Linked DNA regions of Sus scrofa: regions 2 and 3 are each linked to region 1. A link is a contact called in public promoter capture Hi-C data. All regions are on one chromosome and are shown on one strand. Each heading gives the region's core, a stretch centred on a gene start, on an enhancer-like site or on the middle of the called end of the contact. The rest is flanking DNA. Distances are from core to core; before and after follow the strand shown. Region 1 holds the start of ABCC10 (multidrug resistance-associated protein 7). Region 2 holds the start of CUL9 (cullin-9). Region 3 holds the start of TTBK1 (tau-tubulin kinase 1).

Region 1 (4,628 bases), core at 946-3,445:
AATACACATGCACATCTTTTGGCAAAGATGGGTTCCAGAGCAAGGGGTCCTGTGGACTGTATTAGGACTTACTATGGCCTGGTGCCCCTTCCTTTTTTGACCCCTAGTGGTCTTATTGCACATGTGTAATTGTGGAGATCTCCTTGACCCCAGGAGTGATTGAAGTGGTCATCTTTCTACTCCTGCAGAGCTCAGCTCCTGCAATTAACTCTCTCCAGGAAGTGTCAAAGAGAAGCAAAGGCCGGAGTTCCTATTGTGGCGCAGCGGTTAACGAATCTGACTAGGAACCATGAGGTTGCAGGTTCGATCCCTGGCCTTGATCAGTGGGTTAAGGATCTGGCATTGCTGTGAGCTGTGGTGTGGGTCGCAGACGCAGCTCAGATTCCCTGTTGCTGTGGCTCTGGGAACCCTAGCCTGGGAACCTCCATATGCCACGGGAGCAGCTCAAGGAAAAGACAAAAAAGAAAAAAAAAAGAGAGAGAAGCAAAGCCCAATTTACTCAGCCTCATAAGTCCCAGCTGTTCTCAGCCCAGGGGCCCATCCTACTCCAATCCCTTAATTATTAGGGGTGTGAAATGCACACCTGCATTTAACTTTGTAAAAATAGGACCATTCATTTCTGACATTAGAGATTCTAGGCCTCTTTTTGAGATTAAGTGGGATAATCAGAGTTATCTGTTGAACTACTTTTCTTTGGGCACTGCGCATTCTTTTTTTTTTTTTTTTTTGTCTTTTGTTGTTGTTGTTGCTATTTCTTGGGCCGCTCCCGCGGCATATGGAGGTTCCCAGGCTAGGGGTTGAATCGGAGCTGTAGCCACCGGCCTACGCCAGAGCCACAGCAACGCCGGATCGTTAACCCACTGAGCAAGGGCAGGGACCAAACCCGCAACCTCATGGTTCCTAGTCGGATTCGTTAACCACTGCGCCACGACGGGAACTCCGGCACTGCGCATTCTTAAGTGAGGTGTAAGCCAGTATCGTGTCCTTTAAGCAAATAATAAAACTAAGATGCAAAAGTAGGAGTTCCTGTTGTGGTTCAGTGGGTTAAGAACACAACATAGTGTCCATGAAGATGTAGATTCAATTCCTTGCTCATTGAGTTAAGGATCTTGCATTGCCACAAACTGTGGCTTAGGTCCAAGATGCAGCTCGGATCCAGCCTTGCTGCGGCTGTGGCGAAGGCCTGCAGCTGCCACTCCAATTTGACCCCAAGCCTGGGGAACTTCCATAAGCAGGTGCCGCTGTAAAAAGAAAAGAAAGGGGGAAAAAAGATGCAAAAGTAACTTGCCCAGGATCACACTGCTGAAAGTTGGCAGGGTCAGGAATCAAACTCGATCTGTTTTACTATAAAGCTTATGTTCTTCCACTGCTTACCAAAGAGATTTATTTATTGCAGGACAACTCTAAGCAAGGCACTTGCCCATAGGACTAATTATTCAACTCTCTCAACAGTACTTTGGTACGGTGTTATTCCCCCTTTTGTAAAGATAAAGAAACAGGTTCACAGAAGTTAGGTAACTTCCCTGAGGAAGTGTCCCCAGGTGGCGCATAGCTCTCACGTTTGGCTTCCCTTGCTGCAAGTTTTAAGAATTAGAAAGTGTGGGAGCTCCCCTTGTGAAGGAGAAACGAATACGACCCGTGTTCATGAGGATGCGGGGTTTGATGCCTGGCCTCCTTCAGTGGGTCAGGGATCCAGCGTTGCCTTAAGCTGTGGTGTAGGTCAAAGGCGGCTCTGATCCCGAGTTGCTGTGACTGTGGGTAGGCCGGCAGCTGTAGCTCGGCTTGGAACCCCTGTCCTTGGAACTTCCATTTGCCGCGGGTGCGGCCCTAAAATGCAAAAAAAAAAAAAAAAAAAAAAAAAAAAAATTAGAAAGCGCAATGCATGTGCCTGCTAGTAAACAGCAGACAGATGGGAGCAAGTATTCTACATTAGTGCACGGCTGACGCTGCATCAGAGCTGAGATGAATTCATCTGCAAAAGAGCAGCATAAGCGCGCCCAAACACCCTGGTGCAACCCACAGCTGCGGGCGAGTTTACCCAGGCCTTCGCAGACTGAGAGCGGTGCGCACGCGCACAGAAACCCTGCAAATGGAAGGCCCGAGAGGCGCCTGGGAGGTCATCCCGCCTCTAGAGGGTGCCAAGCGGGCCTGGCCAGGGTCCCCAAGCCGGGAGCCCGCTCTTTTGCTTCCACCGGGGACGCGCTGTCACTCTGGCTCCACCCCTGCTTCCTGATTAGCGTCCCGGCCCCCCGGGTGCCGGCTCTCCGCACTTAGCACTTGGGAATTCGGATTCTCTTTTCTAGGGAAAGCTTCTCCCTCTTCACCCTCGGCTTTCCCCGCAGGTGAGGCCTCCATGGAGCGGTTCCTGGCCCAGCTGTGCGGTACCAGCGCGCTGCAGCCGCTCCCAGTGTGGGAGGGGGACACCACCGGCCACTGCTTCACCCAGCTGGTGCTCAGCGCCCTGCCCCACGCGCTCCTCGCCGTGCTCAGTGCCTGCCACTGGGGCAACCCGAGGTGGGTAGAGAGGGATGCAAGACACCCGTCCATGTGTGCCTGCAGACCTCGCTCGAAACCCACGTTTCCGCGGCAGTGTAACCGAAATATGTCTGTGGGGTAGGGGCAAAAGAAGAATAAAATTTGGGCATCACCACTTTGCCACTCTGTTTTGGGTCAAGTTAACTATCTTCCCTGAGCCTCATAGCACTGTTGGAAGATTTAAATTACATAATGCGTTTAAGCATACAGTGCAGTGCCTGGCACATTTTTAAAGTCCCAATGCCATGTAGAAATCATGACTTCTGTAGATCTTCAGATGCCCAAACACAGTTGTCATGAATTGGAGGCAAAAGTGGGTGAGCAGTGTTTTGAAGCCAAAAAGATTAACATGTTCTGAAGTTGTTGGACCAGTTCCTTACCACTTCCGTCTACGAAACCTCATTGTTTCTAGGCTAAGAAAAGTATATGTATTCAAGTGGAAAAGATGTAATGGGTAGAAGAGAAGAGCAAAATCAGAACCTTAATCCTTCCTGAACTGGGGGCTATAATTTGCAGGTGCTAAACTCACCTTGATTTTATACTAATTCCTATATGGCTAGTTATGGCTAAATGTCATCTTAAGCTCTGGCTTCTGACAAGGCAGGAGGAAAGTCTAGTCTGTCTTTGGGAGTCTCTAGTCTAATGGACAGAATGTGACCCTCTCTAAGGTGATGTGGTATAGGATGGAAGCTGTAGCTCCCATTCGACCCCTGGCCTGGGAACTTCCATATGCCAAGGGTGTGGCCCTAAAAAGCAAAAACAAGGCAAAACAAAAACAAAGGAACAAAACTGACATAGTCCTTTGGGAACTCACAGTGTAAGGAGAAAACAAGAAGGTCCATCCTGTAATCCATAGAAGTTGTGGTTTTCTCGGAGTTCCCGTCGTGGCGCAGTGGTTAACGAATCCGACTAGGAACCATGAGGTTGTGGGTTCGGTCCCTGCCCTTGCTCAGTGGGTTAACGATCCGGCGTTGCCGCGAGCTGTGGTGTAGGTTGCAGACGCGGCTCGGATCCCGCGTTGCTGTGGCTCTGGCGTAGGCGGGTGGCTACAGCTCCGATTCAACCCCTAGCCTGGGAACCTCCATATGCCGCGGGAGCGGCCCAAGAAATAGCAACAACAACAACAAAAGACAAAAGACAAAAAAAAAAAAAAAGAAATTGTGGTTATCTCACTTCACTTGACAGACTTTTGCAAGTTGCTGAAGAGGGTTAGAGAGATTCACAATCTCAGACAGGAAAGAACCTCAGAGGGCATTGGATCCAGACTCCTCACTGCTCACTGTGCTGATGAGGAAAATGAGATGCAGAGAGGGAAAGAGGCTTGCCCAAGTTTCTAAGGCTGGTTTATGCCAGCTTGGAACCAGGGTACCAACCTCCAAGGGCTCGCAATGTTCTTTCTTCCATCCCCACATCTTAGGAAATAGAATTTTTTTTTTCCTTTTTATAGCTGTACCTGTAGTATATGGATGTTCCTGAGCTAAGGGTTGAATCAGAGCTGCGGCTGCCGGCCTATACCACAGCAACACCGGATCTGAGCCACATCTGTGACCTATGCTGCACCTTGCGGCAACGCCAGATCCTTAATCCACTGAGCGAGGCCAGGGATCAAACCCACATCTTCATGGACATTATGTGAGTTCTTAACCCGCTGAGCCACAATGGGAATTCCAGAAAACAGAATTATTAAAGGTTGACTTTTACCCAAATATAAACTCTTCCATATAACTGTGACTGGTGGATTTTTTTAAAGAAATCCCAAAACATTTTAATCTACAGTTAATTCTCATCCCTTAGTAGTTGTCTGTAGGAACATTCAGGGATTTTATTTTATTTTATTTTTGTAAGTAGGGTCTTCATGTTCAGTACCTTAACTCAGAATTTTTTTATTTCTGGGCAAAAGAATGATCAGAGGAGTTTCCACTGTGGCTCAGCCAGTTAAGAACCCAACTATGAGGATGTGAGTTCAATCCCTATCCTCTCTCAGTGGGTTAAAGATCTGGCATTGCCACAAACTGCAGCATAGGTAGCAGATGTGGCTCGGATCTGGCCTTGCTGTGGCTGTAGCATAGGCCAGCAGCTGCAGCTCTGATTCA
Region 2 (4,628 bases), core at 1,141-3,640, 210 kb before region 1:
GACTCCCCTTGCCAGCTTGGCTCCGTGTTTGCCATGAGTATTAGCTTACCCATCGGGACCGTGCTCCCCTTCCCACACACAGGCCTCTGTGGGACTAGGCACTGCGGCCCCCCGCCCCCGAGGAAGCAGTTGGGGTCCTCTTCCCAGCCTCCTTGCTGACCCCATGTCAGCACTGTGTCTGCCACAGGCTGGGGCAAAAGAGCCCGACCCCTGCCCCTCAGGGAGCCAGTTGGGGAAATGGGGCTTCTTCCTGCCAGCCGCACCCATGGCCCCTGCAGCTCCTGAGTAGTGGGCCCCCGAGCACAGAGCAGGCTCCTGGGGCGACCTGCCCTGCCCTGCCGCTCCCCTCGGAACTCTGGGGGCTGCTGGGTTGGAGGGAACCACCAGGGTTCCCTCTCCCCCCCGTCTTCCCCCCCTCTCCTCCCAGCTGCTTTACTTAAAGTTGATTTTGAACTTTTTATTTGAGGAGACGAAGTGAAAACAAATCTATAAATATATATTTTTAAAATATTTAACTTTTTTTTATGGCGTTTTTCTCGTCCCCCTCCCTACCCAAGCTCCCCCTCCCTGGGGAGCCCTGGGGCTCCCTGGAACTGGCTGGGCCTCTGGGGACAGAGCCACCCCACGAGCTCGGGGCCCTGCCAGTGTGTGGGGGAGATTCTGGGATTGCCCGGTCCTGGGTTGTTTCCAGGAGAAAACCGGGGGAGGGGCCCTCAGGCCATGCCCCAACGGGGTAGGGAGGGTGACCCACAGCTCCCGGGGGGCCTCATTTTGTCCTTCAGGGCTGTTGCCAGGGAGAGGGAAGAGGGAGACCAAATGTGGGGGTGGGGGGGTGTCAGAGGCAACTGACTTCATTTGTGCCACACGCATGGGCATTGCAGCCTTGTGTGCCCGCAGGCCTGTAGCTGCCTGGGGCCCAAGTTGAAGTGAGCAGGGTGGGGTCTGGGAGGGGGTGAGAGGCAGGACTGGGGGGCAGAAGATATGGGAGCAGCTCTTGGGCTGAGTGCAGCCATAGGGGAGCCAGAAATGGCAGCTCTCCCAGGGAGTGAGCAGCTACTGTAACTTTTTAAAATTAAGACAAAAAGCCTTGAAGAAAATGACTTTATTTTTCTAAGTGTAACCTCAGTATTTATGTAATTTGTACAGGGGCCGTGCCCCCACCCCCTCTGCCCCCTTTGGGGTAGATCTTGAGGGTGGGCCAACACAGGGGGAGGGTCTTTTACCCTGTGTCAGAGCCCACTTTCACCACCTGTATCCGGAGAGGGAGCTTTTTCAGAACTGGGCAGCTGGGGGGTGGAGTTTTATTAACCCCTTAGGTCTGCCTTCAGTAGGAACAAGCCTGCTTCTGTGATTAGGTGAAGGGGTGGGGGAAGTTTTTACGCACAGCCTAGTTAATCAAGGGGATGATTTGCCGAAGTGTTTGAGAACCTCCAAACCTCTAACCCCGGTTGCTGTCTGGCCTCAGTTTGGGGTGCCAAGGTGGAAGCCGTCTTTCTGGCTTTCACCTGGAGGTAGCTGGGGGCTTGTGGGTGGCTCACAAGATTGGGGCATGGCAAATCAGGGGCCAGAGAGTGGGGGAGCTTGGGACTCAGGTCTGTAACTGCCCAGCCCCTTTTCTCTGCTCTTGTTTCACTCCACCATCACTCACTCACTCCCTGCTCCCCCACCCTGGGGAGGAGAGCTTGATGAATTCCTCCTCTCCTTCCCACAAAAGACAGACCCAGTGAGTGAATCAGGCAAAGTGCTTATAATGTGTGTCGTGTGAGCGTGGCCTTGGGAGAACATGCGTGCATCAGGGATGAGGTGGCATTTTTATGTGCAGCGACCCTTGGTGTTTCCCTTCCTTGGTGGCTCTGGGGTGTGTGTGTGTGCGTGCGCGCGCGCCTGAGTGAATGTGTGCGTGTGAATGTGGGGTGTGTATGTTAGTGGTTTCTACTTCCCCTGGGATGCTGACCCAGGAATAGTGGACATGGTCACAGTCCTATGTACAGAGCTTTCTTTTGTATTAAGAAAAAAATACTCTTTCAATAAATGTATCATTTTTGTGCACAGACTGTGGGGTCTTTGCCTTTGTTTTCTCTTTTCTCGTAGAGGGTGGGAGGTACGAACGCGAATCCAACCGCAAAAGTTGCTGCACTGAGAAGTAAGCCTCGGTGCTTGCCGGAATGCTCGGGGCGGGGCGGAGGGCTTTGGGCTCTTGAACGCCACAGTTTGACTTAAGGAACATTTCAGGGGGCTGGGGCCTTCAGCTTTGGCCCCAGCTTTGCTAGGTGCTTAAGTCCACACAGAGATGAGCAATTTTAATTAATATGTAAAGTGATTCAACCAATCCAGAGCCCCGGGTTTGAGAAACTCACGGCCACGTGACCTAGCGGTAGCTAAAAGGCCGGCCCTGAGGTGGGCGTGTGGTTACAAGGTTTCCGCGGGGCGGATGAGGAGGGCAGACCCAGTGTAGGAGGAGGGAGCTCCAAGGTCAATACTGGATGGGAAGGGCTGCCGACTGCAGCCGAGGGGAGCAACCTGACCGAGATCTCAAGCTCCGCGGCCGGCGGATACGCGGGACGCAGCGGCCCGCGGGTACTACGCATGCTCCGCTTGCGCGCCGGGCCGCTGCCGCGCTGGGCTGTGGGCCGCGGTGGGACCCGTAGCCGCCCGCCGTGCTTGCGCTCGCGGTGTGACCCGGAAGGGAGCTGCTGAGGAGGCGGGGCCAGGACGGCGGGACCGGCGCTGGGTCCCAGCGAGGGCCCGGCCGGGCGGTGGGAGGTGAGAGGGGTGTCCAGCGCCCAGCCGGTCCTTGCTCCATCCCTTCCCAGGTCCCCTGTCCACTCTCTGTGGGGCTGACGACAGGAGCCAGGTGTTGCTGTCTGAGATTCGCTCTGTCGGGTCAGCCTCCTCCGGCCGCGCCCCCCCCCATTCTAACCCTGCCCCCCACAAGCCCCTTCCTGCGGCGGTGCGGGCCTCCGCCACCGCCCCTTGCTGGCCTGCAAGCGCTGGCTTGACCTTGCCACCTGCGCCTACCAGTTGTCTCATCCCCGCGTCCCGACCTCGCGTTCACACCTCAGCTCCTGTCCTCAGCCGGTGATAGTTCCCCCCCCCGCACCCCATTTAGGCCTTTCCTTTCCCCCAGCTCATCAATTATCTGTCGCATAGAACGGGTTACCTCTCTGGCTTGTCCCCGCCCCCCTCCTGCTAACTGGACCGCTACCCCTATCGAGGTCCACATCCCATCTTTCCCCTTTTCTTCATGCCTTTCTTTTACTTTCATCTTCTCTACCTGGACCCCAACACGACCCCTGGCCTCCTCACCATTTCTTCATCTGGATTTACCGTGGGTTCTTACCCTCAGCATTCCGTGTTGCCCCCACACTGCTTCCTATCTTTCCCTTATCTCTAGCATAGCCACCACCCTGCTTCTGTTTTTAATCTTCTGGCTTAATAGCCTTTCATTTATCTGAGGAGGGCCTCTGCCTTCTCTCTTGTTCCGAGGATAGTGATATTAGATTATGTTTATTAAGCACTCACTATGTGCTAAGATAGAGACTGTTCTAAATGCTGTATATATGTGATCCTAAGTTTTTACAATTTCAAGAGTTGTTTATGAATATGATTACCATCTTGGAGAGAAGGAGACAGGCTTAGAGACTAAGTAACTTGTCCGCCCATAGTAAGTGAAAGAGCTAGAATTCAGTCCCATGTATCTGACTCTGAATCTGTACTGTGTTGCCTATCTAATACCTCTGCTGTCTCCTGACCTCATTCCCTACCCTTCAGCTCCATAGTTACCATCTCCAAATGTATCTTCCTGACTTAGACTGCTCCCAACATACATACAGCGTAAGTTCAGGACTTGTTTATTTATTTATTTATTTATTTTATCTTTTTGCCATTTCTTGGGCCGCTCCTGTGGCATATGGAGGTTCCCAGGCTAGGGGTCCAATCGGAGCTGCAGCCACCAGCCTACGCCAGAGCCACAGCAACGCAGGATCCAAGCCACGTCTGCGACCTACACCACAGCTCACAGCAACGCCGGATCGTTAACCCACTGAGCAAGGGCAGGGACCGAACCCGAAACCTCATGGTTCCTAGTCGGATTCGTTAACCACTGCGCCACGACGGGAACTCCTGTTTTTTTATTTTTGTTTTTAGAGCTGCACCTGTGGCATACGGAAGTTTCCAGGTGGGGGATTGAATCGGAGCTGCAGCTGCCAGCCTACACCACAGCCACAGCAACGCGGGATCCTTAACCCACTGAGCGAGACCAGGGATTGAACCCACATCCTCATGGATACTAGCCAGGTTCTTAACCCGCTGAGCCACAATGGGAAGTCCTAGGACTTGTTTTTTTTCCTCCATAGTTTCGTTTGGCCCCCTAGTCCCCTCCCGCCTTTCACAATATTCTCATACCCTTTTTCCCATCCGGCCATCCAGATGTGGGGGCCTCCTTTAGTCTCTGTTCACCACATCTGCCGTGGCCCAGCCGTTTATATCTGCATTTCTGCTTTCCTCTGTGATTTATACTCCCTGTCCTGCCTCTCCCCCATCCTGACTGTTCTTGCTTGTTCTGGCCCCACCATCTCACAGGCTGCTGTCCCACCTGCCCACGCAGGTCATCCTTCTAAGCCCTGGTC
Region 3 (4,628 bases), core at 1,095-3,594, 160 kb before region 1:
TGGAATGGATAAGCAATGAGATCCTGCTATATAGCACAAGGAACTATATCTAGTCACTTGTAATGGAACACGATGGAGGATAATGTGTGAAAAAGCAAGTGTGTGTGTGTGTGTGTGTGTGTGTGTGTGAGAGAGAGAGACTGGATCACTTTGCTGTTCAGAAGAAATTTCACAGAACAGTGTAAACCAACTATAATGGAAAAAATAAAAATCGTTTAAAAATAGAAATATGTAACTTTTGACTATCTGAACCCATTTCATCCATCCCAACTCCCCACTTCCTGCAACCAACAATCTGTTCTCTGTATCTATGAGGACTTTTTTTTTAGAGTCCACATATAAATTATATGATATGGTATTTGTCTTTTTCTGTCTGACTTATTTCACTTAGTGTAATGCTCTCAAGATCCATCCATTTTGTTGTGACTGTCTAAATTTCCTTTTTTATGGCTGAATAATATTCCATTATATATATATCACATATGTGTGATACATATAAATATGATATATATATGTCACATTTTCTTTATTCATTCATCCATCGAGGAACACTTAGATTATTTTCAATTCTTGACTATTTTAAATAATGCTACAATAAACACGGGTGTGTAGAGATATCTTTTTGAGATTTTATCTCCTTCAGATTAAAAACCCAAATGTGGAATTTTTGGATCACATGGTAGTTCCACGTTTGATTTTTTGAGGAACTTCCAAACCGCTTTCCATAGTGGTTGCACCTGTTTACATTCCCACCAACAGGGCACAAGTTTTCCCTTTTCTCCACAACCTCACCAACACTTGCCATTTCCTGTCTTTTTGATAATACTCATCCTGACAAGTGTGAACTGGCATCTCATTGTGTTCGCTTGTTTTTGTTGTTGTTGTTTTGTCTTTAAAAAAAGGCATATGGAGTTTCCCAGGCTAGGGGTCAAATCAGAGCTGTAGTGGCCGGCCTACGCCAGAGCCACAGCAACACCAGATCCGAGCGGAGTCTGTGACCTACACCACAGCTCAGGGCAACGCCGGATCTTTAACCCACTGAGTGAGACCAGGGATAGAAACTGCGTCCTCATGGTTACTAGTCAGCTTCGTTTCCGATGAACCACAGTGGGAACTCCTCATTGTGGTTTTGATTTGCATTTCCCTGATGATTAGTGATGTTGAGCGCTTTTTCACATACTTGTTGGCTATTTATATGTCCTATTTGGAAAAACTTCTGTTCAGATCCTCTACTCTTTTTAAACAAATTTTTTTGGCTATGCCTGCTGCATGTGGAAATTCCTGGGCTAGGGATCAAATCCTTGCCACAGAAGTGACCAGAGCTGCTGCAATGACAATGCCAGATCCAATGCCAGATCCTTAACCTTTTGTGCCACAAGGGAACTCTATCATTACTGCTTTTATTATTGTTGTTGTTGGGAAGGTACTCAGTGTGCATTTGCTGAAGACAAGAAGAATGGAAGGAACGGAGCTGGGAGAGACAAAGCGCAAGGTATGTTCAGGGAATGTTGAGTAACCTAATCTGTCAGAAGGGTAGTAATTACCCCTCTGGGCCCATATCGGAAAAAATGCATCGTGTCACAGTAAAGAGTGTTCATCTTATTTGTAAGAGAAATGAGACTTTGTCAACAGATGGGAGAAAGGACCAAAGAAAGAGCGAGCCAGTGTGAGCCAGGAAGTAAGGCATATATGCGGCAAGGTGAATGTTATAGATAAGTGATGGTGTTAGAAGAAATGGGGGAGGGGCTTATAGGGGGATGGGTACAGGTGAGGGGAAATGAATTTAGAGGAAAGTAATATCGCCATGTGGAGGATGCTGTGAGAATTAGCTGAGGCTGATGGGAACAGGTGAGGAGTGACAGGGATATGCTGGGAGTGGAGAAAATAAAGGGTGATGGAGACAGGTGAGGTTTGTGGGAACAGACAGGTAAGGAGTGATGGGACCCTGCTGGGAGATGGGGTCAAATGAATGGCCAAGACCAATTAGGAGAATCTAAGAATGGAAGCAGGTCCATCAGAGAGAGGGTCCTAGAACTGCAGGAGTGGAAAAAGGAGCAGAGTAGACTGTGATGTCAGAGCAAGGGCAGTGATGTAAGAGCCGGGGCGGTGAGGCGGTGATGTCAGGGCTGGTGCTGATGCTGGCGGCGCAGTGCATTGTGGGCAGCTCCCCGCTCTGCCGCTGCCGCCGCTGTCGCCCGAGGAGGATCGGGGCCGGGCCGGACCGGGCCGGGATGGTCCCGGTCGGGAGGCCGCCGCCACCGCCGCCGCCGCCGGAGAGAGCGGGACGCCCAGCGCCGCCGCACTGAGCCGCCCTCGCCCCCGCCCCGCCCCGGCCCCGGGGGATGCGCCGCCCCGAGCCGCTGCCTCCGCCGCCGCAGCCGCAGCCGCAGCGGGCACAGAGCAGGTGAGGCGAGGCGGGGCGGGGCCGGGCCGGCGGGCCGGGTGGGGGTCGGGGAGGGGGCTCCTTCTGTGGACCCATTGGGCCTCCGGCCTGGCTCACCTCCCAGCGCAGCCTTCTCCAGCTCCCCCTCCCTGTGCCGTCTCAGTCTCCACCCGAGCTGGGACGCTGGCCTACACAGCCTGGGCCGCATCCCGAGGCCTGGAACGGCGCCCTGCCCCCAGCACACAGACCCACCCTCTTCAGCCTGTCCTCCAGGGGTTTTGCTCCTCCCTTCTCACCTCTGTCCCCATCCCCAGGGTTTCACTCTCCTGTCATTCCTGACAGCCGTTCCCAGCTGTCTCCATAACCTCTCTTGTCCTCGGTGCCTGCATTCCTCCCACCAGCCTCCTTACCTACTTCCTCAGCCCTTCAACTGTGCCCAGAAATCCTTCTCATGGTCCTGTCCCCTCATCACCTGTCATGATGAGCCCCTCACCTGTTCCATCTTATGCAACCCCCTCCTCTGATCCTGTCACCCCTTGTCCCCTACACTCCCCTCTGCCCCCTTCCACACCTCTTAACCTGATCCCATTACTCCTCGCTCATCTCTTTCACCTCTTCTTAACTGTGCTCCCAGATTCCCTCACACACCTGGCTCACACCTTGCATAGGTGCACCTCAACACCTATATGCACGTGCTAGGATGAGCTGCCAGCCACTTGGCTATGCCCCCGCAACCCACACGCACACACACATCAGGGGCCCCCCACTCTTAAACATACACACTTGCCGACAGATATTCCTTAAACCTCCTCCCCAAGCCCTCAATAACTACACACCAAAGAGTCTTGAGGGGGCAATCAGGGAGCAGCCAGGTTCCTCGTGTTCGTGTCATCAGCCCTAGCCTGGGCTGGCTGCAGTCCTCTGAGGCAGAGAGTGGGAAGGATGCTGGGCAGGGAGAGGCAGGGAATCCTCATTCATCTTCCTGCCTCTACTCCCCCTTTTCCCACTTCGCCTGTTCCTTGCACGCTTGCCCGTCTATAGAGTGGGAGCAGGATTCACATCTTCCTCATCAATCTACAGAATCCTCCATCCCAGGGCTGGAAGGCCCACCCGAGGTCACCCTCTTTAACTCCTTACGGCTCCCCTCCCCCGTTTACTGGTTCAATTGCTTCTTCAATCTTGTCTTCAACCTGTCTCCTCCACCTTTATTCCAGAATCCCCCATCCCTACCTCTCCCTTCATCCTGCCATTGCCCCCACTGCTCTCTGAGTTCCTGATGATGCCCCGAATGTCATTTGGCAGAAGGAAAGTGGAGGCCTATTTGCTATCCCCACAGTTCTGATCCTCTGAAGTTGTGTGGATGGGGTGGGGAAAGTCAGCTGAGTCATTTGACAGGAAGAGTGAGAGTATCCCTCTCCCGGAAGATCCCTTCTCCACCTGTCCCTCATGGCACACCGCGACCTGTTGAAGATCGTTTTCATGCCTTCACTACCCCACGCTGCCCCTGTTCCGGGATGGCCAGACCCAGGAGCCCATGTCATCAACTAGTCCATCCCAAGGAAAGACAGGCCTGTGTCGTTCCCACCCCATCCATAGGTGTCTTAGGCACTTTCTTCCTCTCCACCTCCCCCACCATACCCAGCCTGAGTAACTTCCTTACAACTGTGATTGTGAGCCCCAGGGTCGCTGTGAGCCCCGTGCTTATCAAAAGTGTAGGGAGAAAGGAGAGAGGAAAAGATCCTGTTTCCATTCCTAGACTGGGTTGGCAGAGATCTCAAAAAGCTGTCTCTTCCGGCCCCTGCCCACACGCAAGCACATCACACACTGATAGACACAAGAACACAGAAGCCCCTGCAGCCCCAGATGTACAGACACACACAAGCACACACAGGCACAGACACACACAGGAAGACACACAAAGATGTATACGCATTCACAGAGAGGGATACACACACAGACACACTTGTGCCCACTGATATTTCCCTGGGTAAGGCTGGCTGGCATTCCCAGCCTTCATTCTTGGGACACGCTCCCTGATATCCAACTTCTACCAATCAGTATGCGACAAAGGCTGTGTTCCTTCCAGTCGGTTCCTAAGCAGACACAGAAAGGTGTGGGCAGAGGCTCTCTTACTCCTTATCCACCCAGACCCGCTGCTCCCTATCACTCCTCCTACCTTCTCATTCCATTTTCCTGCTGCCCCCCCCCCAATTCAGCCTGCCTCATTTCCTCTGAGTGGTCACAG

What was found. Promoter capture Hi-C pulls out the DNA fragments that hold promoters and counts their contacts.
Region 2: a promoter capture Hi-C map of liver shows a contact between it and region 1, with 2.7 times the contacts expected there. The contact joins the promoter of CUL9 here to the promoter of ABCC10 in region 1. A contact is called at or near these places in 2 of 5 promoter capture datasets (fetal skeletal muscle and liver) and 1 of 2 datasets of contacts at active chromatin or transcription factors (alveolar macrophages).
Region 3: a contact with region 1 is called in a promoter capture Hi-C map of liver, with 2.5 times the contacts expected there. The contact joins the promoter of TTBK1 here to the promoter of ABCC10 in region 1. A contact is called at or near these places in 3 of 5 promoter capture datasets (fetal liver, fetal skeletal muscle and liver) and 1 of 47 Hi-C or Micro-C datasets (embryonic fibroblasts).

The regions. Positions count from the first base shown.
Region 1 is chr7:38,430,525-38,435,152 of Sscrofa11.1, forward strand. It overlaps ABCC10 (multidrug resistance-associated protein 7), which reads left to right and starts at 2,196. Exons shown (of 21, transcript XR_002345741.1): 1 at 2,196-2,514.
Region 2 is chr7:38,221,633-38,226,260 of Sscrofa11.1, forward strand. CUL9 (cullin-9) reads left to right here and starts at 2,391. Exons shown (of 39, transcript XR_002345739.1): 1 at 2,391-2,577. SRF (serum response factor) reads left to right here. Exons shown (of 7, transcript XM_005666020.3): 7 at 1-2,054.
Region 3 is chr7:38,274,122-38,278,749 of Sscrofa11.1, forward strand. It overlaps TTBK1 (tau-tubulin kinase 1), which reads left to right and starts at 2,345. Exons shown (of 15, transcript XM_001929304.5): 1 at 2,345-2,404.